Linked DNA regions of Mus musculus: all the other regions are linked to region 6. Evidence: chromatin contacts called from public HiChIP or PLAC-seq and promoter capture Hi-C data. All regions are on one chromosome and are shown on one strand. Each heading gives the region's core, a stretch centred on a gene start, on an enhancer-like site or on the middle of the called end of the contact. The rest is flanking DNA. Distances are from core to core; before and after follow the strand shown.

Region 1 (3,569 bases), core at 708-3,207, 1.0 Mb before region 6:
AAGGTGCTCTTTTCCTGATTTCTTTTTCAGTCTGTTTGTCATTTGTATATAGAAGGACTATTGATTTTTTTTTTAAAGTTAATTTTGTATCCAGCTACTTTGCTCAAAGTGTTTATTAGCTATTGGAGTTCTCTAATGGTATTTTAGGGTTACTTATATACTACCATATCACCTGCAAATAATGATACTTTGAGTTCCTTTTTTTCAATATTTATCCTCCTGAGTTGTCTTATTGCCCTATCTAAGATTTCAAGAACTATATTCAATAGATACAGAGAAAATGGACAAACTTGTCTTGTCCCTGCTTTTAGTGGAATCCCTTTGGGTTTCTCTCTATTTAATTTGATGTTGTAGCCCACTTATTGCAATGTCAGTCAACTATGGGATTTTGTTAGTTTGTTTCAGGGAAGAATAACCTGGCAGTTTCTTTTTATGTATACTTAGGAAATATTTATTTATTATTTATACAGTTTTCTCCCTGCGTGTATGCCTGCACACCAGAAGAGGGAACCAGATCTTATAGATGGTTGTAAGCTACCACCTATAAGGTGCTGGGAATTGAACTCAGGATCTCTGGAAAAGCAGCCACAACTCTTAACCTCTGAGCCATCTCTCTAGCCCCTTATGTATACTTCTATATGAGTACTGCACCAGTCCAACTGAACTATCTAATTAGCGAGGCCATCCCCAGGGACCTCCTTGCTGGGCTCACCAGAAAAGCATACTTCTTTCTGCTCTGTAGGAAAGAAAGCTAATCTTCTTTGTCTAGCACTAAATGCTCGTACCCCAGGGAAGGCACTGTGGCTTAGACTCCAAATTCCAAATGACAAATCATACTTAAAGACATTGATTTCCTTTGCTGGGAAGTTTTATGACCTTCTGCATGTGCTTCATCCTCACCGCGAGTTTGCTTATTGAATTATGCTCATGGCTATTTTTCTTGCCGAATTATTTCTTTAAAAAAAAAAATCCTCTCAACAAGGTACCACTTCATCCCTAGTCTTGTGTAGTCATAGGCCAAGCTTTTCAGCAATAAAAGGTGAGCAACTACTGTGAATAGAGCCGCAGATTTTAAAGCAGAGGGACCACAGACTGTATCCTGAGGGAAGGAGGAGGGTGCTGATCTTCAGGGTTTAATCCAAGGGTACTGGACTACAGCGGATCTCTTCTCCTTCTGTTAATCCCGAGATTCTTCTCTGGTCCCCCATGCTTGACTTGATCTTCATGTTATTTAAGTGTCCACCTAGCAAATGTTAAGGGAAAGAGATGTTATCAAAGGGGAGGAGTTATGAGAAGGGTCTAGTGGACATTTGAGGAATGGGCACCACAGGAAGTCTGCATCAGTTAATGCTGGAACAGCTCTGACATGCTCAGCAGAAGCTATGAGGTTTCCTGGTCGCTTCCAAGGCCTTGGTGGGAGAGGCCAGCCCCTATGCCCAGGAACACTGGCATTGCTAAGAGTATCAGACAGAAGGGACTCTGGCTGCCTAGAGAGACCAAGCATTACCGACCCCAGATAAATTAAGCTCTAGCCTGAACTCTGCTTTTGGATCCCCTTGCTCCAGTCTCTTCCAGCTGTACCCACACACACACGGGGTAGGGGTAGAATTCCAAGGTATCCAGTTATACCATGTTTCTCTAACCACGTTCCTGGGAACATAAAAGTCCCTGTTGGACATTCTAAAGGTTCATATCGCTGTCAGATCAGCAAAAGGGCAGCCTATCTTTAGTCTTGAATTGCCAAGTGGTGGCTGTTTGCAGGACAGGAAGAGTGTGGTTTGAAGAAAGCTTGGAAATGTAGGCTGAGGTGTATCACACTTGCACATTTGCAAACTTGTACACTTGCACACTTGCACATGTGATATTGCAGTAACGGATAGCACTGAGGGCGGGAAGAACTCAGCTCTAACCCTGTGTACCATGGAGAACTGTCTATCAGTTGACATCTGTTGAGACAGGCATCATGGGTCACTGGGCAGGAAGTAGTTTCTTAGACTTCCAGAAAGGCTTTATGCACCAGTGGATACAGAAGAAAAGAAAATCATTATTATAAAAACCACTTAGCCTTTAGTAAGTGCCACACTTTGTGTTGAGACCTTTCTACATATTTTATTTCATTTACTTCACTGTTATATATAACAAATAGGATTGCTACAGTTTTACAAACAAAGCAGTCAAGACTGAGAGCAGATGAGTAATCTCTCCTTGTTAACAGATTGTGAGGGGAGACCTGGGATTTTAATCTCAAATCAGTGAACTCTCTCACCATGTTATCTCCTCATTTGCAGGTGCAAATTATGGTGCTCTGAAATAGAAACAAAGATCTCAAAATACATTTAAAAAAAGAGGACACGAAATAATCAGGAACTATCAAAGAAAATAAATGGCTTAGAAGTGGGAGGGACAAGACAGAGGTCGGAGCTTTTAAGTGATTCAAAATCCAATTACTCTGTCAATTGTACAGGTCTCTCTCACACAGCTACACCACAGAATCAAAGAAGGTCTACCTTTCAGACATCCATGAACTGTTGCCAATGAATGACTTAGTTCCAAGGAGGAGTTACTTTCTTTCTTTTCCTTCCTCTTTATGATCTAAATGTAGTTTATTTGTGAGTGGCCCTTGCGATGGATTCATGACCCAGTCTTCATAGCTGGGGTTGTTCCTTCAATGTCATCTACAGGATTATGCCACTGAGAATCTGAATTGTAACAATCAGACAAATCAAGGAAGCCAGGCATAAAAGTCTGGCTGAGAATTTTTGAAGCAAAAAACAAATTTAACCAGAAAATGTTGTTGGTTCTGATATTTGTTATCCACAGTGCTGTGCTTAAGGGTACCACAGTAAAAACAAATCAGATAGTTTGTTCTCTCAGAGTTCCTAGTTTTGTGACAAGGAACAAATTGAAAAATATAACTACTCTTTCCAGCCAACACCTAGCACTGGGCATCTCTCAGGGCAGCCGGCAGAAGTGCCACATGACTAAGGTAAGAGAAAGCCCTATCACAGGAATGGAAAGTATGAGCTGGGATGGCCTGTCCCTCAGGATATACATGCAGTCTGAGTTCCAGAAAGCAAGAAGGAGTACTGTGCCCTGAGATGGAACTTGGGGAACTTTTCCTAGGGCTATGCGTGTTTTACTTACAAAGCAAAGATTATTAATATTGTCTACCATGCACCCCATAACGAGCCGGTCTGCACCAAGACCCTGGTGAACAATTGCATTGTGCTTACTGATGGCACACAGTACTGACAGTGGTACCAGTCACACTATGCACTGACCCTGGGCTGCAAGCAAGGGGCCAAGCTGACACCTGAGGAGGAAGAGATCTTAAACAAACAAACAAACAACCAAAAAGATCAAAAAATTCAAAAGAAATATGATAAAAGGAACAGATTGTCAGGATCAGCAGTCTGCTGGGAGAGAAGTTCCAGAAGGGCAGGCTTCTTGTCTGTGTCACCTGAAGGCCAGGCCAGTGTCATGGCGCAGATGATGACTGTATGCTAAAACACAAGGAACTGGAGATCTATCTGAGGAAGACACAAATAAGCTATGGTTCATAGCTCAAG
Region 2 (3,698 bases), core at 597-3,096, 1.1 Mb before region 6:
GGAATTCTTGACTACAAGGTAAGACCTAGTAAGTGTATAATAATACTGCTTGTGATGACAAACCAGAAATACCCAACTATTCACCCTAATAAAGACAATCACATTTCCTTGTATTTATTTCACAGAATACTGTTCACCAGTGGGATACAGTGTGCGACAGCAGCTATTACTGTCTATTGCTTTTAAAAATGCAATATTAAATAAAAGTAATTCCAGAAGAAACCTACAGGGCACCTGTGTATAAAACATTGGAAAACGGAAAAGTGTGTTTGAAGGATGACCATGGTGATGTAATTGCAAAGAGGAATAACACAACCATCAAAACGCAGAATAATGAATGAGCAGAGAGGGAAATCCGCTAAGGGAAGACACAAACTCGTCTCTGATCTTCGAAGGTGGTCAGAGATTGTGGATTGTTTGCTTCAGTTATTTCTAAATTCCCACATGAGTTAACTCACTCTTTGAATAGAAGTTTCAGCATTAGGTTTGTAACTTCTAGTTCCTTTCGTGTGTGTGTGTGTGTGTGTGTGTGTGTGTGTGTGTGTGTGCCGAGGTTGAACCTCGGACTTAAGCATACAAAAAAACCCTGCAGTACTAGTGAGATTCATCTCAGGCAGCAATTCTAGGTTTTAAAAGAATGTCAACTACACAACAGAAAGTTGGTGTTGTGGAGGACAAGTGACTGTGGCCATGTGGAACACTCTGTATTTTAGGATATTATCAGCTGTCCTGTTTGGCATCAGCTTCTTAGATGCCTTCCTACCACGATGAGCCTTCACAAAAGGGGTTGGAAAAAGGCAGGTGACTGTATGCATTAGAGAGGAGGCTGTGGGTATTTTTGTGGGCACTGATCTAATAGTTATAAGATATTCTGTTATTGTGGTTTGTGTGTGTGTGTCAGTGCCTGCCTGCCTGTTCATGAGTGTTTATTTGTATATGTAGGCTCACACATGTGTGTGCATGCGTGTATGTGCATGTGTACACATGTGAGTGTCTGCCTATGTGGGCACTGTGAACAAGCACATGTGCGCGCGTATGTGTGTGTGCATGTGTGTATGTGTTGTATATATGTACATGGATGTATTTGTGTATGTGTGTGTATGCACATGACATGTACATGTGTGCATGTGTACATCCACGTATGTACACACTATGTATCATTTTTAAAGTACAATTGAACTATTCCTTGTCTAGACTTTTCCCAGTGTCTCCTGCAGGTGAAATCTTCCAGGCACCCTCCCCACCCTCTTGTTCTTTCCTAAGCATTCTTCCTCTAACTAACCTCTCCTTTCTCCTGGGTCTCTGATTTTCTGAGCTCTAAATTGTCTCTACTTTAGCCAGTGCGTCCACGGGATGCAAAGGGCTTCCTTGTATTTCTTAATGTTTAGTTAAATTTTGCCATCTACCATGTGCGGTCTCGGTTGTGTTTCTCTTCCATGCAGTTACCACCCTCCGTGAGGAAGGACGGGCGATTGCTGCATAGCTGTCTCTTCATGCCTGTGGAGAACTTGACAGTCTTAGCCTGATGGAGGGTAGGGGTTGATAGAGCTACGAGGAAGGGGAAGGCTTCTCTTCTGGGCCACAGTCTGTTCTAGTACCTCATCCCAATGCACAGAGTTCCTTCCAAAAACTTCTAGTGAACGTGAAAACTCCTTGGCCAGCCTATAATGCAGCTTCGACCCCTTTTGTGAACCAGTGCCAGCTACTGTTACTTATTACACTAAGAGAGATTTAGCCTGAAGTTGCAGTAGAAAACACTTTTTGACTGACGCTAAATGCTCAGAAGCAGGACAGCTCTGGAGCCATTGTGGGGCTATTACAACAGAGCAATCTGGTACTCTCCCGGCTGGCTAACCTTGGACAAGTGACCCAGCGACCCACCATTAACTTTCTCCAACACAGAAATAACAACAACTGCCCACCCCTCCCCCTAGGGTTCTTTATGTAAAGTACCTGGCACATGGCCAGGTTTCAGTGTGAGCTATTATATGTCATGTGCCCATCGAAGCTGTCTAATTATAAAGTCTCCCTGTGAACTGTGAGGTGAGGGGGGACACAGAGTGTCAAGGGAGAGGAAAATTGAACCGCTCCATCAACGCTGGGTGGTTTTCTCCAAAGCATACATGCGTGTGAAATTTCTACAGTGGGACAAGGCAATAGACTGAAAAAAAATGTCACACAGCAGAATATCTTTGAACTAAGATCATTTCTTGGATCTGAGACCATCACTTAAAAACAACAACAAACAAACAAAAAAAAAAAAAAGAAAGAAAGAAAGAAGAAAAGAAAAGAGCATAATAACAAAACCACCACAACCAAATCTTTTCTTTTAAAAACATCCTTTCAAGGCTGGTGAGATGGCTCAGTGGGTAAGAGCACCCAACTGCTCTTCCAAAGGTCTGGAGTTCAAATCCCAGCAATCACATGGTGGCTCACAACCATCTATAACAAGATCTGACTCCCTCTTCTGGAGTGTCTGAAGACAGCTACAGTGTACTTACATATAATAAATAAATAAATCTTAAAAAAAAAATCCTCTTAGAAAGTGGTGTGAGCATGTTTGGTTTTAGAAACGGGTTTGTAAATCTGTCTTCACTTGCGGTTTTCCTCTGAGGGGTAATGTGGCAAATAAATGTGCATACTTAAAGATTTTTTTTTTTCTATTTCTCCCTTTTTTCTTCTTCTTGTTTTTACTGTCAAGAAGACAAAGCCAATACTTACTAAGTTCCAAACTGGATTTGGAACACAGATTTTGGGGAAAAAAATACCTTGGATCTGTCAGTTCTGGAAAGTTCAAAAGACCATTGGGAGACAAATCAAAGAGCGCTCCGGGGGGGCCATGCCAACTAGGCGGCTGCTCTGCCAACAGCTACTCTGCCAACAGCAGGGAGAAGGAGCTAGCAGCTCCATTAAACAAATAAAAGTGGAAGCTGACAGTAGGCTACGGAATGCAAAGCTGGTTTGGGTTGACTGGGGTGTGATGGGCAGTCGAGCGCCCCCTGGAGGTAGCAGGCTGGCAAAGCTGGTGTGGGTTAACTGGGGTGGGTGGGCAGTCGAGTGCCCCTTGGAGGTAACAGACTGTGTCTTTCAGACTTTTAGGAGCTTCAAACCTTAAAAACACAACTTTCAAGTCAGTGCTTGTAGTTGATAGCCCCATTTGTTACAGTGGCTTGAGAATTGTGAGATGATTACTTTAAGCCTGTTAAATTAACTCTCTAACTTCTTTGTCAGTCTAGGGCAATAATGAACTCTTTCAGGAAACGTATTTTTTAACTAAATAGACATTTAGGGCTCTACTTGGATAAAAAGACTGGCATAAATTACAAAAGGCAATGAGGAGAGATAGGGAGAAATGGTGGAGGAGAGAGGAGGAGGAAGTGGGGAAGGAAGGGGAGGAGGAAGTTGAAGAGGGGAAGAGAAAGAAGGAAAGAAAGGAGGGAGGGAGGAAGGGAAGAAGGGAGAGAGGGAGGATGCCTTCTGCTTGTAGAGGCTGTACTGGTGAGGAGACTAGAGGAAGTGATAGGATGCTCAAGTTTGCATCCCAGTTTCTAAACCTGAGACCAAGAGAAAGGTGGAAGGAGAGAGAGAAAATGGAGAATGAACATATTGTAGAGACGCTAAGAGGCCAGGTGGACACTTATAAAGGTTCTGCAGCCAGGACAAGACTGTTCACACACAATCTCTGGACCTCAGATCTC
Region 3 (3,903 bases), core at 158-2,657, 1.1 Mb before region 6:
ACACACTAACACCCCCACATCTAAGGGGCCTTCCATGATTTGGGAACTTTTTTTTTCTGTGAAAAGACAGGAATAAAAATTAAATTCTTTTATCCTGTCTTTAGTCAATTGTTCAATGATCCTTTTATATATTATATATAAAGCAATAACAGAAACTTCCGGGCATATGTTGTCTACACTCATGGCTCATTAGTCACTGTTCAATGTCTCCATTTCTGATGTCGGCACAGCTGTGTCTGTGGGTCTCTGAGCTCCGCTGAAGATGAGGGAGATGAAGCTTATAAAAGAAATAACTGTTTTCAAGTGACAGTTACACAGCCACAGTTTACACGCCAGTGCTTGTTATTCCTTAGAATCTGATTCTAAAGGCTGGAGAGACAGCTCAGCTGTTAAGAGCAGTGGCTGCTCTTGCAGAGGATACAGACACAGTTCCCAGACCCACTTGGTGGTCCACAGTTATACCTAATGCCAGTCCCAGGGCATCATATGCCCTCTTCCAGCCTCTGTGGGTACTGCACAGATATGGTATGCATAAATACCTTGAGTTAAGGTACCTATACACATAAACATAAATAACTTTCTTTTTTGTTTTCTTGTTTTTGTTTTAAAGATTTATTTATTGTTATATATAAGTACACTGTAGCTGTCTTCAGACACACCGGAAGAGGGCATCAGATCTCATTACAGGTGGTTGTGAGCCACCGTGTGGTTGCTGGAATTTGAACTCAGGACCTTCAGAAGAGCAGTCAGTGCTCTTACCCGCTGAGCCACTTCTCCAGCCCAATAATTTTTGTCTACATGAAGTTGGTCTGTCACCCATCTACTGCTGGTTACATTGCCTGAGTCTGACTTATCTATTGACAGCCTTCCAGATCCTTTCCTCCCAGAGAGATTACTTTCCTTTTTGACTTTTGCTATCTGTCATCGTAATGCATCTTCTATGCTGCCTGTCTCCGAATGTGATGAGTTTTGATTTCCGAGTCTCATGGACCTCACAGTTCTCTACCAGGCAGGAGGGCCTCCACCTGACTCAAGTTGATGCTTGACTCATCTGAGCTTCCTGCTGAGACTAAAGCTTGAGGTGGAAAGCCAAGCAAGTGCCTTCTGTTTAGGTTGGGGTAAGGGTTGTGTGTGTGTGTGTGCCCGCGAGAGCTAAAGTGCATTTGTGGTCATTTGGAGATGACAGACTAAATCTCACTGCTCAGTAAGCAAGGAACAGATGGCACTGTCAGTTGTAGGCACAGGACAATCGCATGCCATATGAGCATTCCTAAACAGGGCTGCATAAGCAAACCCAAGCTGCCAGCAGTCCTTCTGATATTCAAATCCCAAGAGCCTCCCAAGAGCATATTGCACTGCATTCCACTGAACAATAAAGATTGCTTGTCACTCTGCTTCCCTTACACATTCCTTCCATTAGCCCGCTCCCCAGGGCGAGTTAGAGGAGTAACAAGCTTAGGGTTTATGAAGTCAAGTCCTTAGTCATTTGTTCTCTAAAGCAAAGCAATCCAGACACAAGGTGGTTGTAAAAATAAAAGAATAAATTCATTGCAAAAGGTGGGACTGGCAATTTCATTACATGCAATTCCTGCATGCAAACCAATACTGACTTGGAAGAGATAAGGCACACTTTTGGCCAAATACACATGGGGGCCTGAGCTGGGGAAAGTGAATGTCTAAATGCATGGTAGCCCTGCTCGCTGGGAGGGTAGAGAAAGCTGCACAGACAGAAGGTCTGGGTTGGATTTTGTGAAAGCCATCTTAAAGCTGCGAGACAAGAGGCTGTAGTTTACTAGTGATTTAACAAACCTTAAACACATGCCTTGAACAGTACTGTCTCTAATGATGACAGTCCTTTCACCCATGAAAAATTTAAAAACGAAAAATACATTAAGCAAGTTGGGAATCTAGGCATTTTCTTCTGGCTGAAGGAAGCCATAGGACTTTGACTTTGAAGATTAATATCCAACTAGAGCTTGCACAGTGCTGTTTGGGTGTAAACAGGCACTGTCACTTTGTAAAGTTAGTGCTAAATAGACTCCTGTGCTGTGTGCAGTGAGTCCACTCAAACCTCTTGACCAAAAGGCACATCTGCAATACATACAGCCGACCAATTCAGTCTTTAGGAAATGCGTGTTACAGTTATTTTATATCAGTGGCATGCCTATAGTGATCTTTTAAATCCAAAGGAGGTGCATAAATGCATTGACATAGTATTCATGAATATATATATCCTCCGATCTATACTGGACTGAGCCACCCCAACCCCAGTGATGAATTCCTAACCTTCATGTCAAGGGATTCAATGTAGGATCTTTGAGAGATACTTAGGTAAATGATGCTCAAAGGTGGATTGGCTCATGGATCTCATCAGAATCAGCTACTAATGTCTATATTGGGAACCTCTCTGAAAACATACATAATATTTCTCTACAAGTTATTGTTTTGTGTTGATTGTGCATTTGAAGTATTCAGCACATGCCAGTAACTGGGCCAAGATCAGTCTGTGACAAACGAAATCAGGAACCTGCAAGGGAACTGAAGAATCCCACCACTGGAAAGTCTATTCGCTCCCAAGCAGAACCTGCCCTGTCTATAGATTGAGAACACAATATTGTTATGTCACACTTTTAATTACTTCCTCCTAATTGGCTGCTAATAAGGTAACATTCCCCCCTCTTTATCAACTCACAGAAAAATGTAAAGTTCTTCATTTACTTTATCATGTGTAATTAAATCTGGAGGGAGGAATGATGGGGATTGAACCTAGGGTGTGCGAAGCACATGTGTTCTCCCACCAAGCCACACTCCCTGTTTCCACATATACTATGACAGAGTGAGTCACAGCTTTAAGAACCCTCAGGTAGCACAAGCCATGCAGCTCAGCTGGCAGAGCATTCATCAGGCAAGCTCTAAGCTATGGGTTCAATCCCAGAACGGCATAAATATGGGGAGGTGGCCCACGGAGAAAACTTCAGCACCCGGGAGGTAGAGGTGAAATGACCATCTTCTGCTGCACAGTGGCATCGCGAGCAGACATGTAAGATCGTGTTGCAACTAAAATAAAATCCAAAACCATTTAGAAAAATGCAATCATATATATATATATGTATATGTATACACACACACAGACAGACACACACACACAGACACACACACAGACACACACACACACAAACACACACACATATATATATCTTCCACTTTCAGTTTCTCTCTAGAGAGGATTCAGCTGGATCAACCAGCTGGTACTGGTAAACAACTGGAGCCATGCTATTTAATTTAGAGATTTAGTTTCTATATCTTTAAGCCCAGCACATGTCCGAGGAAGAACTCCTCACTGGGCAGCTGCATGGGCGGACAACATTTCCCTGGACAACAGCCAAGGGTGCAGGCTCCCAAGTTCAGACAACTTGAACTACCATCATGCTCTCATGTTAGTCTGGTGGAGACATTGACAAACGGGTTTTATGCTTCAAAGGAGTCAAACATTCAGATTTTTAAAAAGTTTTCTAAGTTTGTGTTGCTCTGGAAGATCCTCCTTCTGGGTGGCAGAAAATTCTAAGTTTGGAACCAAAAAGCCTCAAGTCAAGTTGGCATCTTCTGACAAGTTGGCACCTTCTGATTGGTCTGTCAGGTTTTTAATTGGCTAATTTGATTTGATGCTCAGAGATGATCCTCAAAAGGCTCATTTTACGTGGAGATCTGAACCATACCATTGAACTTTTATAATAAGCGTCTGGATTGTATGAAGGCAGAGACCAAGCAGCAGGGTGTCTCTGCAGGAGTGGGTTTTAAGGAGAAAAAGGGGAAGTTTGTACTAGGATAGGTTAGTAAGTCCTGATTGGACAGTTTAGCTAGTGTAGCCAAATAATGAATTTTGATTGGTGGATCTTGGTGTTT
Region 4 (3,686 bases), core at 749-3,248, 1.0 Mb after region 6:
CACCAAGGTTCTATAGACCCTGAGGTGGGGGCACGACCCTGGACTTTCAAAAGTCTTGCCTTCCTTCCTACCTTTTTGAGACAGCTGTCTCTGTATAGCCCTGGCTGTCCTGGAACTCACTCTGTAGACCAGGCTGGCCTCGAACTCAGAAATCTGCCTGCCTCTGCCTCCCAAGTGCTGGGATTAAAGACGTGGGCCACCACTGCCCTGCGATAACTCGTTAAAGAAAGCCTCATGAAACTTGGCGCCACGTGCTAGCCTTTAATCCCAGCATCCGGTAGGCTGAGGCGGGTGGATCTCTATAAATTCGAACCCAGCCTGGTCTACATAGACAAGGTCTAGGACAGCCATGGCCATGTCTTGGGGGGAAAAAAAGGCAACAAAAGACAACCACAGGGAACCTATACGTTCTAATGTACACTCTGTCCTTAAATTCAACCAATACTCTCTCAAAATGTACTCTAGTAAAATAAGGATGGTTACTGCATCCGAATGTTAGACGGCAATAACCTAATTTGAGGTAACAACCAAATTACACTTTCTAGAAAAGTACTATGGAATAATTGCTGGTTCTGAAGGAGCGCCTACATTAAGTAATTGCTAGATTTGAGGGAGAAACTACTCATTTAAAAGCCATACTTGATTTATATGTAGTTTGTGACCGTCGCAATCTGCTTTTAGGCAGAAAGGAGACACTTAAAAAACACAAGATGATGTACAGAACTGACTTCATGAAAGGTTGATTTACCAGGGATTTAAGACGAAGTGGAAGACTCCCCCCCTTCCAAAACATAAATAAATTAATGAGCGTAACGAGTTAACATGTGCTATTACTACCAGGGCTTTGAGAAGATTCAGAGCCTGTAGGCCCTGCAAACCCAAGATCATGCCATTTTTAGATATTTTTTCCCCTTCATGAGGATGTCCACAAGCCGTCTGCAACCAAAGCGTTACCGCCCTGCATCGGGGGGTGGGGGTGAGGGGTAAAGCAAAACGTTAGCGACTGGGGTCACTGTGGCCACCGGGGATTCAGGGGGATCAGACACGAACGCGGAAAGCGAGGCCCCCTGAGCGGCGTTCCCTCCCTCCCGACGCGACGCCGGGGTGAACGCAGGGGACCAGCCCGCGGCGCCCATTCATTCCGCGCTCCCGCTCACCTGTTCGGGGACGCGACCTCGCGGCGCCCGAGGCCGCCGCCGCCTGCAGTTGCGGGGACTTGGGCCGAGATCCGAGCACCGGCGGGGCGAGCGTTCGGCGCGGGCCGGGCACGAGTGTGCGGCGCAGGCCGGGGGCGTCCCTGAGCAGCAGGGCCGAGCAGAGCCGCCGCGGGCTCTGATACATGCCGGGCGCCGCCGCGCTGACGAGCCGGGCCGAGCTGGGCGGGCGACGGTGGGGTGGGGGTGGCGCGGGACCGCTGCGCTGCGGGGTGTTCCTTCCTCCTCGTCCCTCGGCGCCGACCGGGCGAGCTGTGCCGGGAGGCAGACGCGGCGGCGGCAGCAGCGGCGGCTCACTGAGGCGAGGGAGCTAGCGCCGGGGAGCAACCGGCGAGCGGCGGCGGAGCGGGCGCTACCACGCGGTGGCTGCAGAGGGGGGGATCCGCGCGCACGACCAGGGCGCAGTCAGACCCGGACAGCTCCGGCCGAGAATGGACCGTCTGGATCAGTGACAGCGACTGTAGATCTCCCACGGGGCGGAGGCTGGGGGCTGGCTGACACCGCGGGGATTCGTTAGAGAGGCGTTCCGGGAGCCTCTGTCCCCTCCCGCCGGCTGCAATGGGAGCGTCCACAGGCTGGGAATCCCGGGTTGGTGCCAGCGCTGAGTGTGTGCGAGCGCGTGTCTGGGAGAACGTCCTCCCCGAGCTGTGGGCTCCACGCTCCGCGGTGCTGAAGGAGATTAGGCACCAGGACGCGCTGGCTACTTGTGTGGCGGCTGCGACAAGCATCCGCCCCTCAGGCACGAGAGGCGGAAACGGACTGCAGGGCGTTGAGCGTCAGTCCTGCCAGAAGGTCTGGTGGAATTGGCCTTGGAGCTAGCTGGGCCCTGATTGGAGGGCTGGAAGTCACACCTGGGAGACAGCACTGTAGTTATGGAAAATGAAGGCTAAGGGAATTGGGGAGGGGGGGGGGAAACAAAACAAAACAACCCCCCCCAACCCAAAACAACTGCTTGGGATGGGCCAGACGTAATTTGGACTGTTACCGAATTTAAAGCATTATCCATCCAATAAACCACTGAAAAAGCCAAATTGAAAGTGGAAAGCAGGTGCGGCGGTGAGGGCGACCGCCTTTAATCTCAGCACTGGGGCAGGGGCCCGGATCTTCAACATGGTCTGGAGAGATCCGGCCGGCCAGAGCTACACAGTGAAGCTCTGTCTCAAAATAAAAACAAAGAAACAGAAAAACACCAAACAAACAAAACCCTCAAAACAACAACAAGAATACAAACGAACAAAACTGAAAAAAGGAGATGTACTTAATATGCCCACATGGGGTAGAAGGACGAAGAGTTAACCTCTCTCTGGGATCCCAAAATGAGATTAAAGTTCAAATAGAAGGCCAGGGGTATGCACATCTCAGCAGTCCGGGTCAAAGCGATCTGACTAGATAGAACTGTGTGAATTCCCGCTTCCTGAAAGAATTCCCCCTCAAGCAAAGGCCTTTTCCTTTTCCCAGCAGGAGTTTCCTGAAGGAAATTCCCATTTCTTGGGGGGTCCATTGTTTCAATAGTCTGAGAGTCAGATGCACACACCCACATTCTCTTGAGAAAACCCTTATTTTTGTCAGCTCTGTTGCAGGGATGCTAGGATATGGTCAGAGCTGTGTTTTAATCGGATGCCATATGTTCCAGGAAAATGCTGGAGATGTTGCTCAGTGGTGGAGCACTTACACAGCACTTGAGAGGCCCAAGACTCACATTCTCACCTAAGGGGGTATGGAGAGGGAAGGGGTGGGGGGAGGCGGAGAGGGAAGCAGGAGAGAATGAGTTGAAGAAATACCTCAGGTAGGTTGTGTAAGGAGTGACTAACCCTAACCGGGAATGGAAAAGAAACTTTGAATGAGTATCGTCACCAAGGATTCAAAATGCTTTCCAGACCTGGCCTAAAACATCTAACACCCACAGGATACGGATGAATCAGCTGACAAGCCGATGACAGCATCGGGGCCAGGAACTCCTTAGCTGGTCATTATTAGCGTCTGAGGCTCAGTTTTCTTATCTGTACAGCAATCAATCGCCCATGAGTCATTAGGCAAGGCAAAGGGTCATAAGAAGGTAGCAAGTGCTTTGCAGATAGAACAAAATACAGCAGTTGGTTTACAGTTTAGGTAATGGATCTATGGATGCTGACTCCCTCCCTCCCCCAACCCCCACCACACACCACATTTTCTCCCCCCCCTTCCCTTTCTTACTCCTGTAAGCAGTTTGTCAGTAGCCAAGAAAGCACAGCAGAGGGAGCAGAGAGGGTCAACCAGAACTTGTAATGAATGAGACAGCCTTAAGGAAATTAGATACTCCATGAGCGAATTAATTAACAAGTTTAAAAGTAGTTTGAGGGCTGGAGAGATGGCTCAGTGGTTAAGAGCACCGACTGCTCTTCCGAAGGTCCTGAGTTCAAATCCCAGCAACCACATGGTGGCTCACAACCATCCGTAATGAGATCTGATGCCCTTTACTGGTGTGTCTGAAGA
Region 5 (3,858 bases), core at 747-3,246, 1.0 Mb before region 6:
CCCCAGGTTTTCTTTTGATTATCGTATGCATCAGCATCTTGTGACTTTAGCCCCTTAATTCTTAGAAAAAGACACCAAGGACATTTTTTAACATAGCAAATGAATTCAGAGATCTGCCTGCCTTTGTAAACACAGACAATAAGCTAGCTGTATGGGATCTGGCTCTGGGATCACCATTCTTACCACTCCTGGGCCTAAACTACCTCTCCCAGGCTGACTTTGAACTCAGGAATTTGCCTGCCTTTGTAAGCACAAATAAATTTAGCTGGGTGAGATTTCACCCTGTGGTTACCACTCCCTAAATTTCTTTATTTCCCTCCTTAATATCTTTCTGACTAGCTGGACTCTTAGTGCAGCTGCCTCTGTTCTTTTTTAGGTCCGTTAAGCCCCTCATACAATTCATATTGCATTCTTATATTCTGCATAGTTGAGAAATTTTATATTCTTGCACTCATGCTTTCAGAATTCTTTCCCACAGCCTTTAAGGGCTGTCCTGAAGGTCACAGCATTTACCATTTTGTTAAGGAACACCAGAAACAATCTTGCCTCCTGGGCTCTTGCTGTTTCTAATTATTGTGGAGTGATTGATGTTGGCACGGAGAGCATTCCTCAAAGGAGGAACATGATAATAGGTACATTATTATACAAATAAGCTTTATGCCTAGCACCCATCTACACTCCTGGAGGCCCACACCCTGCTAGTTCTGCTCCAGGGCTGGAAACTGTGTCAGCTGTCCCTTTCACAGTGGTCATGCAGGACATATGTGTGCAGTATTTTCAGAGGCCAGAAGAGGGAGTCAGATTCCCTGGGACTGATTGTTAGTTAACATGGAGGTGCTGGGAATAGAACCTGGGTCTTGTAGAAGAGCAGCCAGTGCTCTTAACTGTTGAACCATCTGTTGAGGACCTCTCTACTTCTCTACTTCTGTGTGTGCTCAGGAAGCTGATGGCCAGTGTTTACTTTTGTTTTAATCTGTGCATTTAGATTGTAAATTAAGCATGGCAGTGATTCCATCCCTGAAGAGCTGATAAGTCCCCTTTCTTTACAGTTCACTTAAAAGTCTTTTATAAAAATGACTCTTCCTTGACCCATGGGTTATTAGAATTAAATGTCTTCAAATTTCAAACATAGCTTTATCTCACTGGATTCCAAGTTGTCTTTAATTGTAGTGTAGTTAAAGAACGCAGAACACTCTGTTACTAAGACTGTTTACTTTGGTGTGATTAACTTTATGGCTTAATCATATCTTTTTGTAAATGTGTGTGTGTGTCTAAAAAGAATGCTTATTGGGGAATTATTGATCTACTACTTCCTGCAAATCCATTTGACAGGTCTTGTAATTGGGTCTTGTATATTCTTACTAAAATTTCATCAGGGACTTTTTTTTTTGTGAGAAACAGTTGTGTCAAAAATGTCTTATTGTAACATTTGCTATATTTTTTCAATTTTTGTTTTGTGTATTTTGAAGTTACATGTGATTTGATTATCATAAAATATTTTTCTTTATAGCTGGGAAGGACTTCTCCATAAACACTACTATCTTTGATATTAATACACTATATTTTTTCCAATTAAATTGTGTACTGTGGTCAATATTTCCCTATTCTTACATTTTAACTGTCAGATTATAAGCAGACAATAATTGGGTTTTGTTTTTTTTTAATCAGCACAGCTGTCTTTGTCTCTTTAAAGCAGTTTACATCTAATATGATTACAGATCTATAAGGTTAAAGATAGCATCTTACTATGGCTGGATTAATACTTTGACCCCATGTGTTTGTGTTTTATAATAAGTGTTCTTAGCTCCTTCTTTTGATTTGATCTGTGGGCAGCAGCCTCACAGTCTTCAGAAGGAAATGAAGTAGAATTGAAGAGTAAGATGCACAAAAATTGTGTGGTCTGGGAGAATCGTGACACATTATAATGAGATTACTTTTTTTAAAGACCCATGCTGTCAATGGTTTTTGAAGAGTGATGTGGGCATGCTGAAGCACATGACCACATATGGTTTTGATTTTTTCAAAGGAGGCACGTAACATTATTTTCCCCTTGACACCAGCACTGGGGAAAATTCTGAAATTAATGTCTTAGAAAGAATGGCTTGTGAGGCAATCTTCAGGAAAAATAAATGGTGATTGCCAAGCTAGAATGTGTTAATTTGAAATGCCAAATAAAATTATCTGCATTTTCTCTGCGAAAGAATTGCTAGACCAGCAAAACAGAAAGTGATAGATAAATAATTCTGGAACTCAAAAAGCTGTTTGACATAAGGCCCACTGGATGGACATGCTGGAGATGCACAGGCTGGAAGCATTCTAGTTGCTTTCTTTTAGAGCTGGTTACCCAATGGTTGCTAAATCTGCCCATTTGTTATCTTGGTCCTCAAGTGACTCACAACTGTAAGCAATGACTCAGATAAATATATAGAAATAATGCTATAAAACTATGTGTGGCGTGAACCTGCAAGGGAAGAAATATGTGTTGAATGATGAAAAGGGATTCAAAGGGAACTTTTAGGTCATTCATTGTGGTGGGTGGGTAAAGTCAGGGGCATGAACACACACACACACACACACACACACACACACATGTGGGTTCAGAAATTGCCACTTGAACCATACAAACACTGACCTCAGTTAAACAAGAATAGTTTATTGAGCACACACCTTAGTACTGAACGTTCAGGACCGCAGACAGGACTCGGAAGCCTAATTGAGGTACTAGTGTGCTCCCAGGATAGACTTTTTATAGGAAAAAACTTTTATAGGTTTGAAAATTTAAGGGGCAAGCAAGGAAGGAGCAGTTGGCTCACTAGGCAAAGTATTATCAGCTAACCTGTAAGCTGTGGTCCTGAGTAAGGAAAGGGGTCAGAAGTAGTGGATGGGTGGTGAGTGGGAATTTCAGAACACTGAGATAACAGAACGTGGAGTAGTATACTTTTTGGCTTATTAGTAGCCAGAGTGTCAGTCCTAAAAAACACAGTGAGCCCGTATGTAGGTGCAGGAAGGGCTGTCTGGCGGTCAGCTCTGACTCAAGATATTTTAGAATAAGAATTCATATTGACCTTTGATTTGATAGGTCTCATGTAAAGCTTCATAGAGCTTCTTAGATTATCAAACTTCATACAGACAAAACAGGGTGTGTGGTCAGGATGTTCTTGCTCTAAGCCATGTCACTTCTTTGTGTTAATGGCTGGCAGGCATGCTACAGCAACATACAAAATAGCGGGCAGGCATGGACCAAAATGGCTACAGCTATTCTGAGCATGGGCATCAGGCCATAATTATATGTATATATACAAATATATGTCAGGGATTCGTTCTTGCCCATGGGATGGCTCTCAATTTGGGCCAGTCATTGGTTAGCCATTCCCTCCGTCTCTGACTCAAAGATGCCAAATAACAAGGAGGGCAAAAGGGAGGTTACTTGAATCTGAAGCGAAAGTAAAATAGACATTGGAGGCAGATGGAGGGAAAGAACTGGGTGAGAAAGTGGATGGGGAGGGGGATAAGGAAGGAGAGCATGGGTGAGAGAATGAAAATCAGCCGAGGACTGGGAAGTGGAAGCAGGGACGGCATCTCTAAGATCTACCAGAGATCTGGGATGCTCCAGGGAGTCTCTGGGAGTGACTCTAGCTGATACTCCTAGCAGTGGGGGATATGGGGTCTAAAACAGCCACCTCCTGAAGCCAGGCAGGACTTCTAGTGGAAGGATAAGAACACCAACCCACCCACAAAACTTTTGACCCAAAATGTGTCCTGCCTATGAGATGTGCAGAAAATAATTTTAAAAATCAGTTATTACTCAAGGCATAAAAAAATGTTTCTCTATTCCATTCTTCCTTGTGGCCAATCCCC
Region 6 (3,982 bases), core at 1,462-3,961:
CACGATCAAGTAAAGCACTGGAGTACTTAAAAGTCACTGTTAAGTAAAATTGGATTTTAAAGTCAATCACTATCTTGTGAATTAGAATTTGAAAAATAGGTATTTTGCATTTTGGAACACTTGGTAATATTGCACGTAAGGGTAAGGTCTTGTATGTATCTTTAAAACTCACTGTGGGAAAAATAAAACCACCCCTCTGGCTCTTTCTGCAAGAACTTTCGTCTGAGGTGAGTAAGTTGACCTTTTAGAGACTTTAACCACAGGGATGACAGAGTATGTGAAACCACCTTGCTATTACAATCATGCCGTGAAGGCTAATCTCTGCTCTGCTGCACAGCCAAGGCCAGGAGGGGGAAAAAACTGGATATTCTTAAGACATATGTCCCACCTGTGATTCTGAGAAACTGTCAGCCACAGGTGGCCACACCTCGAGAGGGACTTCTAGGTAAGATTCTCTCCTCCCCAAAGGCCCCAGCCCTTATACCACCCCAACCTCCACTGGTAGGGATGCCACAGTCCACACTGAGTCACCTGTCCTCTCCCTCCCACCGGAAAGGTAAACAAAGGCCTTAAACACCTAATTTATAAGTCTCCAATCCTCCTTCGAGGCAAAAAGGTCTTCCGTAATTCCCCAAGTGAGCACTTAAGACTTCCACCAAATACTCACTTCAGGGCTCCCAGACTTGCCCGGTCGTGGGTAGCTGCATGCTTTACGGTAAATCACTCCCCAACACTCACGCATAATCTGGTCACACACAGCAGCCTCTCGGCTTTCAATTAAATGCATACCTCCCCAAGCCAGCCCAACTGTGGAAGCCTTTCTCTGAGTGCAAAAAGTGTGGCCTCCCAGCCTGGAGGCACTGGCCCTTTAAAGGTTCTAGCTTCCTGTACACCCGGTCCCTCCCTCCTCGCCTGCTCCCGCCCCGGCCAAGGGTCACACTTGAACTTTAGATTGCCCAGAGCCTAAAAGCCTTGGCCACCCACTTGCGCGCGTCCGAAACCGTACCCAGTGAGTGGGAACGCTCGACCACCTGCTCAGTGCCCAGGCCACTTTGGTTAAAACCAAATTTGCCCCGGCCTCCGCAACTTTCTGCAACCGCTGGCCCGCACACGGCTCAGCCAGCTGCGCGTTTGGCTATCCCAAAAGCTGCGGGAGCCCCGCGCCTGCGTGCGCGCGCGTGGGGGTGGGGGATGTCTCCAGTGCGCCCCGCACCTCCGCGGTCGGGTCCCGGGGAAACCTTGGCGGCCGAGGGTCGGGAGAGTGGGTGCGCGTGTGGGTGGAGGAGTCGCCCGACCCCCTCGCAGGAGGTCTGGAGTGTCAAATGGAGAGGGACCTTGGAAGCGAACCCCTCGCTCCAACAACTAAGCTAACTTTCACGCCTGCTCTGCCATTTCACTTAAGTTCCCAAACGAGCCCTGCCCGGGTCTCTCTAGAAGTCCCTCGCCTGCACCTGGTCCAAATTTGGCTCTGGGTCTCCGGGAAGCCCCCGCCACACCTGCCATTTCTCGCCCCGCTCTCTCCGTGCGCCCATCATTTCCGGGCCCCGAACACCCACACTGCCGACCCTCCGCCGGCCCCAACACATCCCCACCCCACCCCCCAGGGCCGCCCAGAGGCCGTTCACCTTCCAGCCCGCCGAGCTGTTGCTGTCGCCCTTATCCTTGAAGTAGGGCACGCTCTTCACCATCCACTCGTAGATCTGCGACAGGGTGAGCCTCTTCTCGGCTGAGCTCTCGATGGCCTTGGTGATGAGGTCGGCGTACGACAGGTTGCCCCACGCGTTGCGGCGCGACGAGCTGGTCTTGCGCGGCTGTCCCGCGAGTGGCCCCGCGGCGGCGGCAGCGGAGGGAGGCACGGGTGGGGGCTGCGACAGCGGCCCGGTCGGTGGGGGCTGTGGCGGCGCTGGGTGCACGCAGCCCGCCTCGGGGCCCTGGAAGTCCCCGCACAGGCCCCTGCTGGCCGCAGCCGCCGCCGCCACGGCCACGCAGCCTGGCGCCCGCGCGAAGTCCTCACTCTCCTCCAGCAGGCTCAGGTTGCTCATAAAGTCGGTGCTGACAGCGGACGCCGAGGCCAGGCTCGCCGCGGCGTCGGGGTTGGCGGCCGCGCCGCCCGACGGCGCCGGACTGGAGGTGGTCGAGTTGGACTGGTTAAACTCCGGCCTGGGCAGCGGCCAGGTACAGGAGCGCTGCCGGGGCAGCGGCTCGAAGTCCGGGTCGGTCTCCACCACCTGGGGCGCTTCGGCCATGGTGCCCCCGCCCCTCCCCCACCAGCAGAGAAGTACCGGGAGACGCGGCCACCGGGGGCGCGGAGCGGGCGACCCGAGTGTCGCTCCGAGATTGGGGGGCCGCGGACGGCGGACGCACGCCGGAGTCAGGCGCGGCGGGGCGCAGCGGACGGACGCGCCCAGAACTTAACTTCGCTGGGTCACCGGTGTCTAAGGAGCCTCCGAGTTCGTGCCTAGGACGGGGCACCGACCAGGCCGCGGAGCCCGGCAGCTCGGGCACCGCGCTCCCGCTGACAAGGGCCGCGGACGCCAAGGCAGACGGGCGGACGCTGCGGGCCGCTCTAGCTCTCCGCGGCCGCGCGACAGCGGCGCTGCTGCCTGTTGAATGTGGCGGCGGCGGGGACTGAAGCGACTCCGCAGACTCCCGTCTTACGGGATCTGCAGCGGGCTCCCCGCCCGCGGCGGCGCGCGCGCCGCCCCGCCCCTGACTGACAGGCTGCGCGGCCAATGGACGCGCGAAGTCTCCGCCGAAGCAGCCAATGAACGCGGGCCTGGGCGGGCGCTGCCTTCCCTCGGGAGGCGGCAGTAGGTTGGTGGGGGGCGGTGGGGTATTTTTCTTTCTCACACACTTTTTTTTTTTTTTCCAATCTCCGTTATTATTTTCTGTAATTCTCAAGTGTTTCTGAGTCTCTGGCGTCTCAGCGATCGGATTGCTAGGAGGCAAACCGGCGTGGAGGCGGCTACCATACTTTTGTTTACTACAGAGTGCAATCGAGTACTCCAGGCAGAGCCCAGACCCTGACTCCCGGGATGGCGCGGGGCCGCTGCGCGCTCCCGGACGCGACGTGGGCGGTGGGGCGCCTCGTGGATTCCACTCAAGCCCGCTCCGCCCACGCGTCTTCGCGCAGCTCTCGGGAAGTCGGTGGGGTTTGTTTTGGAGGAATGTTTTCTTAAGCTGGCATCTGCCCTGGCCGCCCCAGGCGCGCAGATCCTTCGGTGAAGACCCGTCGCTCTGCGGCTCCGGAGTAACCGCTTCCCACCCTACCTGTGCACACCTGCAAGACGAGCCTCTGCGGCTCGGTCCAGCCCCCAGCCTCCACTCATCCTGAACCCCAGAGAGGTGCGGCGCGGGGAGAACACTGTTGCACAAGCACCTAGCTCCAGTAGCGCCTCAGATCCGACGTCTTCTATGGGAACCGCTTTTCTGCCACGGGAATCTCACTTTTTCCTGAGGACCGGTGTGGTGGCTAAAGAGTCAGAGGAGCGCTTAGAGACAACTTTGTCACTTTATTACCCCTAATTAAGTTTAACTGCTTGCTTATTTCTTTTTTATTTAGCATGGAAGCGATGAGGTGTTGAAGTCGCAAAAGGAGATAAGCCCCAAGTGTTGGGGCACAGCTCCGCCCCTCAGTTCTTTAAACTCACAGAGTGAGCTCCCAGACCCGCGTATCTAACACACGTCCGGCGGAGCCAAAGGTAGAAAGACAGTGGTTCTTTTTGCCTTACAGAATAGAAGAAAATGTTCCCTCGCTTGATCCTCTGATTTGCTTTCTTTTTTAAAAAAAAAGAAATATGGGTGGCATTTTCTTTTATTGGCTAGGATGCTTTAGAATTGAAGATGCATATTAGGGCTTTAAATATGTCCAAAAACGCAGCTCCAAATGTCTTGTTGCGGTTGTACTTCGCTCTTCTTTCTTACGTGGAGTTTTTCTATGTAAAATGAGACTCCAAAAGAAAACCAGCCTTCTTACTCCTTC
Region 7 (3,891 bases), core at 947-3,446, 1.2 Mb before region 6:
TTGGGAGCAGCAGCAGAGAACTGAGAGCTTTCCGTGACAAAGGTGCTAAGAGCCCCTGACTGTATTAAAAGATTTTGATTTGATTTGAACTCTATTGCGCCATGCATGCATCAAAGGACAAATTCAGGCCACATCTTTCCTGCTGCCCAGAAGGCATCCAGGATGCTTAGAGCCTTGGTGGGCGGGCAGGGGAGGTGCTTCTTGTATTAGGCAGCGGGTAAGATGAACCAGCTCCGAGGTGCTCAAAGGTGCTCAAGGACTCTCTGGGAAGTCTGAGAGGAGATAGCTATCACTCTGTTTTGTTAGTGTGAAATTTGAAGGTGCTGTTATCATTTGTTTATTCTTTGTATAACTGAACTGTTTGAATTGGTAGGCCCGAAGCGTGACAAACACACGGAAATGACAAGTTGTCTAATCCGTGAAGACAACATGAAGTCATGACCAGGGCTAGTTCAACCCACGAATCACCTCTTACTGATGGGAAAACATAGAAGGAATGACTAGAAAAAAAGGAAAATTTGTTTGGATCTGAATTGCTTCTCATTCCCCTCAGACCTCCTTTGTCTCACTTGCTTATTTAACATTCACTTAAACCAAAGAATATATTAATTCTGGAAACGGATTTTTAAGAGACTAACGTCTTCGGGATATATTTGCAGCCAGGCTCTCGTTAATCGGCCTCACTGATAACCCAGCCTTGGTGTGAAGCAAGAGAGTTGTAGACGTGCCGGCAAAGAGACACCATAGAGTTAGATTCGCCACACGACAAGGTTCTCAAGAACTGAGCCTAGATGTTTACAGTATTGAACCCGTGCATAGTGAGAAACAGCTTTACCAATGGTGAAGGGTGAGAGTGATATTTATTAACATGCTTTGGACCACCAGAATGCCTCTTGGGCGCGTTTTCTAGAACAGTGATGGCAAATGAGATTAGTCTTAGAGGAACAGCCGCACGACACCATCCGGAGCTTATATCAGCCACAGGAAATTGTATTAGGCTAAAATCTGCTCTAAATAATGGGAATCTCTCTAGACATGTCACTCCAGAAATTGACTTGGAGGTGGCCATGGCTGTCAATCATTCTCTTCAGTGATCCAGGAAGAGAACATCTCTGTCTGGCCTCCCCCAGTTCAGCGAGCCGGTGCTATGAGGTTGCCCTCTGGGACCTTATCTGTGTTCTGTCACTTTGATCGTTCACTGTGTAAAAACCTCTTCAGAAGAGTATGTTAGAAATTCTGTTTAGAACAGGAACACTTCAGCAGAGTAATGGCCATTTCCTAAAACCCAGTGAATACATTTATACCAAAATGAATGCCTTCACATAGCCCTCAAAGGCTGCATGAAGCCCCTCACGCTTCAGCCACACCCTGGCCAAGCTGAACCATCCTGGTAGAATGGAGATACTCGGAAGCAAACTTCATCTCAGGTCATTCCTGTATGTCAGTGGGTATCAACCTGTGAGTGCCAGCCTGTCTATCAGTGGGTGCCTGTGAGTGCCAGCCTGTCTATCAGTGGGGAGTGGGTGCCTGTGAGTGCCAGCCTGTCTATCAGTGGGTAGTGGGTGCCTATGAGTGCCAGCCTGTCTATCAGTGGGTAGTGGATGCCTGTGAGTGCCAGCCTGTCTATCAGTGGGTAGTGGGTGCCTGTGAGTGCCAGCCTGTCTATCAGTGAGTAGTGGGTGCCTGTGAGTGCCAGCCTGTCTATCAGTGGGTGCCTGTGAGTGCCAGCCTGTCTATCAGTAGGTGCCTGTGAATACCAACCATATCTTGACTGAGAAAGGGAAGCTGCACTGGTCCTGAAGGAGAAATGCCTGTTGCCTGCTTCCCTCTCCATCCAGTGTCTTTCAAGAGATGAGACACACTGTAGCACCCTTCTGTTGGGGAGCTTAGCGAGTCCTATCTATAGCACAAGTGTCCCCCAGGGGACTGACTCACAGGGGCAGAAAGCGTTGTCAGCCCAGGGGTCCACTTATCAGATGGAGTGGTTCATTATCATCCTTTCTTTGTTTTACCTCCAGCAGACCCTTAGCTCCATGTTTGGCTACCTCAGAATTTGGGAATGACCATGTTGCCAACAGTATAGGAACTTCCACTGCTTAGCTTTCAGTTCATCTTCTGAAGATAGTCAGAGCAATTGTTCTCAACTGGCTTGCTGTTTCTAGTGGTTGAGCACTTCCAAGCCTGACTGCCCTGTGGCCTTCAGCTCAGGAAGTGAATATAGCAACGAATGGCACATTATCATATATTGTGACCAGGATGCGTCTATGCCAAATCTCACTCGGCTGTGCATTGTTCTATTGAAGCTATTGTCTATAAGTTAGATGTTATATTAAGTACAAGATAAGCCTAGCCTCCTGCAATAGGAAATGTCAGTATTCTTTCTCTCTCTCCCATCTCTTCTTCCTCCTCTTACTGGTATTTTTTTTTCATAATTTTAAAAGTATCTATTTACTAAATATGTGGCTTAAAATACAGTAATCGTTTTAAAAATCTTTTCAATAAGAAAAAAAAATGTTTTTTAAATAAAGTAAGTCTTTGTTTTCAGTATTTTGTTTTTTTAATATTATGATATTTTGAGAACAAATACTCGAAGTAATTTCCCATAGAGAATAGGCAGTCAACTCTAGTTCTTGACTTCCTCCAAACCTCCTGATAAAGACCAACATTTGGTTGGTATTAAAAGCAAAGATAAATGTTAGCATCAGTGGCCCTCCTAAGCATACAAGCAACAAAACATTAAAACCCATGAATAACAGGACTGGAGCAATGGCTTCACAGGAAAATATACACAATACAGTGTTCAGTACTGGGGATGGTACCTACGACTCACACATACACGGTGGGTGGCACTACCTCTGATCTACAGTACAACCCTTTCTTAAGGTTTTGGCTTGATACTGTTTAGCCCAGACTAGCTGTGAACTTGCTCTTTCGCTCTGGCTGGCCTTGAACTTTCAGTCTTCCTGCCTCAGTCTCCCACATAGGGAGAGTCACAGCCCCCACCAGCACTGTCCTCTTGATCATCCATTCTGACTAACGGCTAGAAACCAGGCCACTCACCCTGCCCTCAGGCAACTGGTAATCAAGTAAGGCTCTGTCTTTGGAGGGAGGTGAACAGAGCTTCTTCTAGACAAGCAAACAGGGCCATGTGTGTATCTATCTGTGTCCCACAATGAAACTTCTTAGAACATTATCATTAGATTCCACTCTTTCTTTTTTAACCTCAAAGCAAGCCTAGTATGACGTCTGCTGCCCTCCCCCCTCCCTGCCCCCACAGCCTGTCATTTGTAAGGACTCTGTGTATGCTCAGAATCAAGGAAGCGCCTGTGCGAAGCAAAAAGTTCTATCCAGCCACCTTACTATAAACTCTTTCCCAGCACAGCCGTTTCAAAGTTAACATTTAAACCCATGTAAAGCCAGGCATGGCGACTCACACCTTCAATCTCAGCACTCAGGAGGCAGCAGCAGCAAAGGGATCTTTATGAGTTTAAGGCCAGCCAGGTCTCCATTGTGAGTTCCAGGATAGCCAGGCTGTGTGGACAGCTACTGTCTCAAAAATAACATTAAAATAAAATTTAATAGGAATATGGCTGGCTGTGATGGTGCATGCCCTTAACCTTAATGCCAGGACTGGGGAAGCAGAGGCAGGTGGGTCTGCATAGTGGGTTTCAGGTCAGCCAGAGCAATAGAGAGACTGTCTCAAGACCAAATCAAACAGCGAGCATTTTCTCACACTTGGGTGCTGGGAGTCCAACTGTTTCTGGGAGGAGGATTATGAAAGTGACAATCTGGGAATTAAATGCAGAATCATAGTTTGCATTTTTAAAAAAAGAACCTTTATTTGTTCTTCATGAACAGCATATTCCCCAGTCTCCCCCTCCTCTCGTACCC

Evidence for each region. Promoter capture Hi-C pulls out the DNA fragments that hold promoters and counts their contacts. HiChIP or PLAC-seq counts read pairs in DNA pulled down with a chosen protein or histone mark. Capture Hi-C pulls out chosen DNA fragments and counts their contacts.
Region 1: a promoter capture Hi-C map of pre-B cells shows a contact between it and region 6, with 6 times the contacts expected there. The contact joins the enhancer-like site here to the promoter of Foxo1 in region 6. A contact is called at or near these places in 7 of 39 promoter capture datasets (the 3T3-L1 cell line, the C10 cell line, embryonic stem cells and 2 more), 1 of 15 datasets of contacts at CTCF or cohesin (large pre-B cells), 5 of 115 datasets of contacts at active chromatin or transcription factors (embryonic forebrain, embryonic stem cells, large pre-B cells and 2 more) and 1 of 9 other capture datasets (embryonic stem cells).
Region 2: a contact with region 6 is called in a promoter capture Hi-C map of second pharyngeal arch cranial neural crest, with 10 times the contacts expected there. The contact joins the enhancer-like site here to the promoter of Foxo1 in region 6. A contact is called at or near these places in 2 of 39 promoter capture datasets (hippocampal neurons and second pharyngeal arch cranial neural crest), 5 of 115 datasets of contacts at active chromatin or transcription factors (astrocytes, embryonic limb bud, embryonic stem cells and 2 more) and 1 of 9 other capture datasets (embryonic stem cells).
Region 3: an H3K4me3 HiChIP or PLAC-seq map of embryonic limb bud shows a contact between it and region 6, with 5 times the contacts expected there. The contact joins the enhancer-like site here to the promoter of Foxo1 in region 6. A contact is called at or near these places in 4 of 39 promoter capture datasets (embryonic stem cells, frontonasal cranial neural crest, maxillary cranial neural crest and 1 more), 6 of 115 datasets of contacts at active chromatin or transcription factors (craniofacial prominence, embryonic limb bud, embryonic midbrain and 2 more) and 1 of 9 other capture datasets (embryonic stem cells).
Region 4: a promoter capture Hi-C map of liver shows a contact between it and region 6, with 2.7 times the contacts expected there. The contact joins the promoter of Noct here to the promoter of Foxo1 in region 6. A contact is called at or near these places in 1 of 115 datasets of contacts at active chromatin or transcription factors (pancreatic cancer cells) and 1 of 9 other capture datasets (liver).
Region 5: a contact with region 6 is called in a promoter capture Hi-C map of stem cell-derived epiblast-like cells, with 7 times the contacts expected there. The contact joins the enhancer-like site here to the promoter of Foxo1 in region 6. A contact is called at or near these places in 7 of 39 promoter capture datasets (the 3T3-L1 cell line, the HPC-7 cell line, frontonasal cranial neural crest and 4 more), 1 of 15 datasets of contacts at CTCF or cohesin (large pre-B cells), 3 of 484 Hi-C or Micro-C datasets (embryonic stem cells and uterus), 10 of 115 datasets of contacts at active chromatin or transcription factors (T-cell acute lymphoblastic leukemia, astrocytes, embryonic forebrain and 5 more) and 1 of 9 other capture datasets (embryonic stem cells).
Region 7: an H3K4me3 HiChIP or PLAC-seq map of pro-B cells shows a contact between it and region 6, with 11 times the contacts expected there. The contact joins the enhancer-like site here to the promoter of Foxo1 in region 6. A contact is called at or near these places in 1 of 39 promoter capture datasets (hippocampal neurons), 11 of 484 Hi-C or Micro-C datasets (the G1E-ER4 cell line, adipose-derived mesenchymal stem cells, cerebellar granule neurons and 5 more) and 6 of 115 datasets of contacts at active chromatin or transcription factors (astrocytes, embryonic forebrain, large pre-B cells and 3 more).

The regions. Positions count from the first base shown.
Region 1 is chr3:53,276,574-53,280,142 of GRCm38.p6, reverse strand. No RefSeq gene overlaps it. Among named protein-coding and RNA genes, the nearest start is that of Gm40048, 120 kb to the left of the region's middle. Within about 2 kb of position 1,957, at least 14 of the 459 cell types and tissues checked have an H3K27ac peak or open chromatin away from gene starts, as enhancers often do. A contact at or near this core is called in pre-B cells and pro-B cells, where this site is marked.
Region 2 is chr3:53,371,324-53,375,021 of GRCm38.p6, reverse strand. No RefSeq gene overlaps it. Among named protein-coding and RNA genes, the nearest start is that of Gm40048, 23 kb to the left of the region's middle. Within about 2 kb of position 1,846, at least 1 of the 459 cell types and tissues checked has an H3K27ac peak or open chromatin away from gene starts, as enhancers often do. A contact at or near this core is called in second pharyngeal arch cranial neural crest, where this site is marked.
Region 3 is chr3:53,413,600-53,417,502 of GRCm38.p6, reverse strand. It overlaps the pseudogene Gm43471. Among named protein-coding and RNA genes, the nearest start is that of Gm40048, 20 kb to the right of the region's middle. Within about 2 kb of position 1,407, at least 23 of the 459 cell types and tissues checked have an H3K27ac peak or open chromatin away from gene starts, as enhancers often do. A contact at or near this core is called in embryonic limb bud, where this site is marked.
Region 4 is chr3:51,222,759-51,226,444 of GRCm38.p6, reverse strand. It overlaps Noct (nocturnin), which reads right to left and starts at 1,998. Exons shown (of 3, transcript NM_009834.2): 1 at 1,158-1,998. The coding sequence starts at 1,341.
Region 5 is chr3:53,302,834-53,306,691 of GRCm38.p6, reverse strand. No RefSeq gene overlaps it. Among named protein-coding and RNA genes, the nearest start is that of Gm40048, 91 kb to the left of the region's middle. Within about 2 kb of position 1,996, at least 10 of the 459 cell types and tissues checked have an H3K27ac peak or open chromatin away from gene starts, as enhancers often do.
Region 6 is chr3:52,267,066-52,271,047 of GRCm38.p6, reverse strand. It overlaps Foxo1 (forkhead box O1), which reads right to left and starts at 2,711. Exons shown (of 3, transcript NM_019739.3): 1 at 1,626-2,711. The coding sequence starts at 2,246.
Region 7 is chr3:53,512,591-53,516,481 of GRCm38.p6, reverse strand. Frem2 (Fras1 related extracellular matrix protein 2) reads left to right here. Exons shown (of 24, transcript NM_172862.3): 24 at 1-2,544. Among named protein-coding and RNA genes, the nearest start is that of Stoml3, 26 kb to the right of the region's middle. Within about 2 kb of position 2,196, at least 12 of the 459 cell types and tissues checked have an H3K27ac peak or open chromatin away from gene starts, as enhancers often do. A contact at or near this core is called in the G1E-ER4 cell line and pro-B cells, where this site is marked.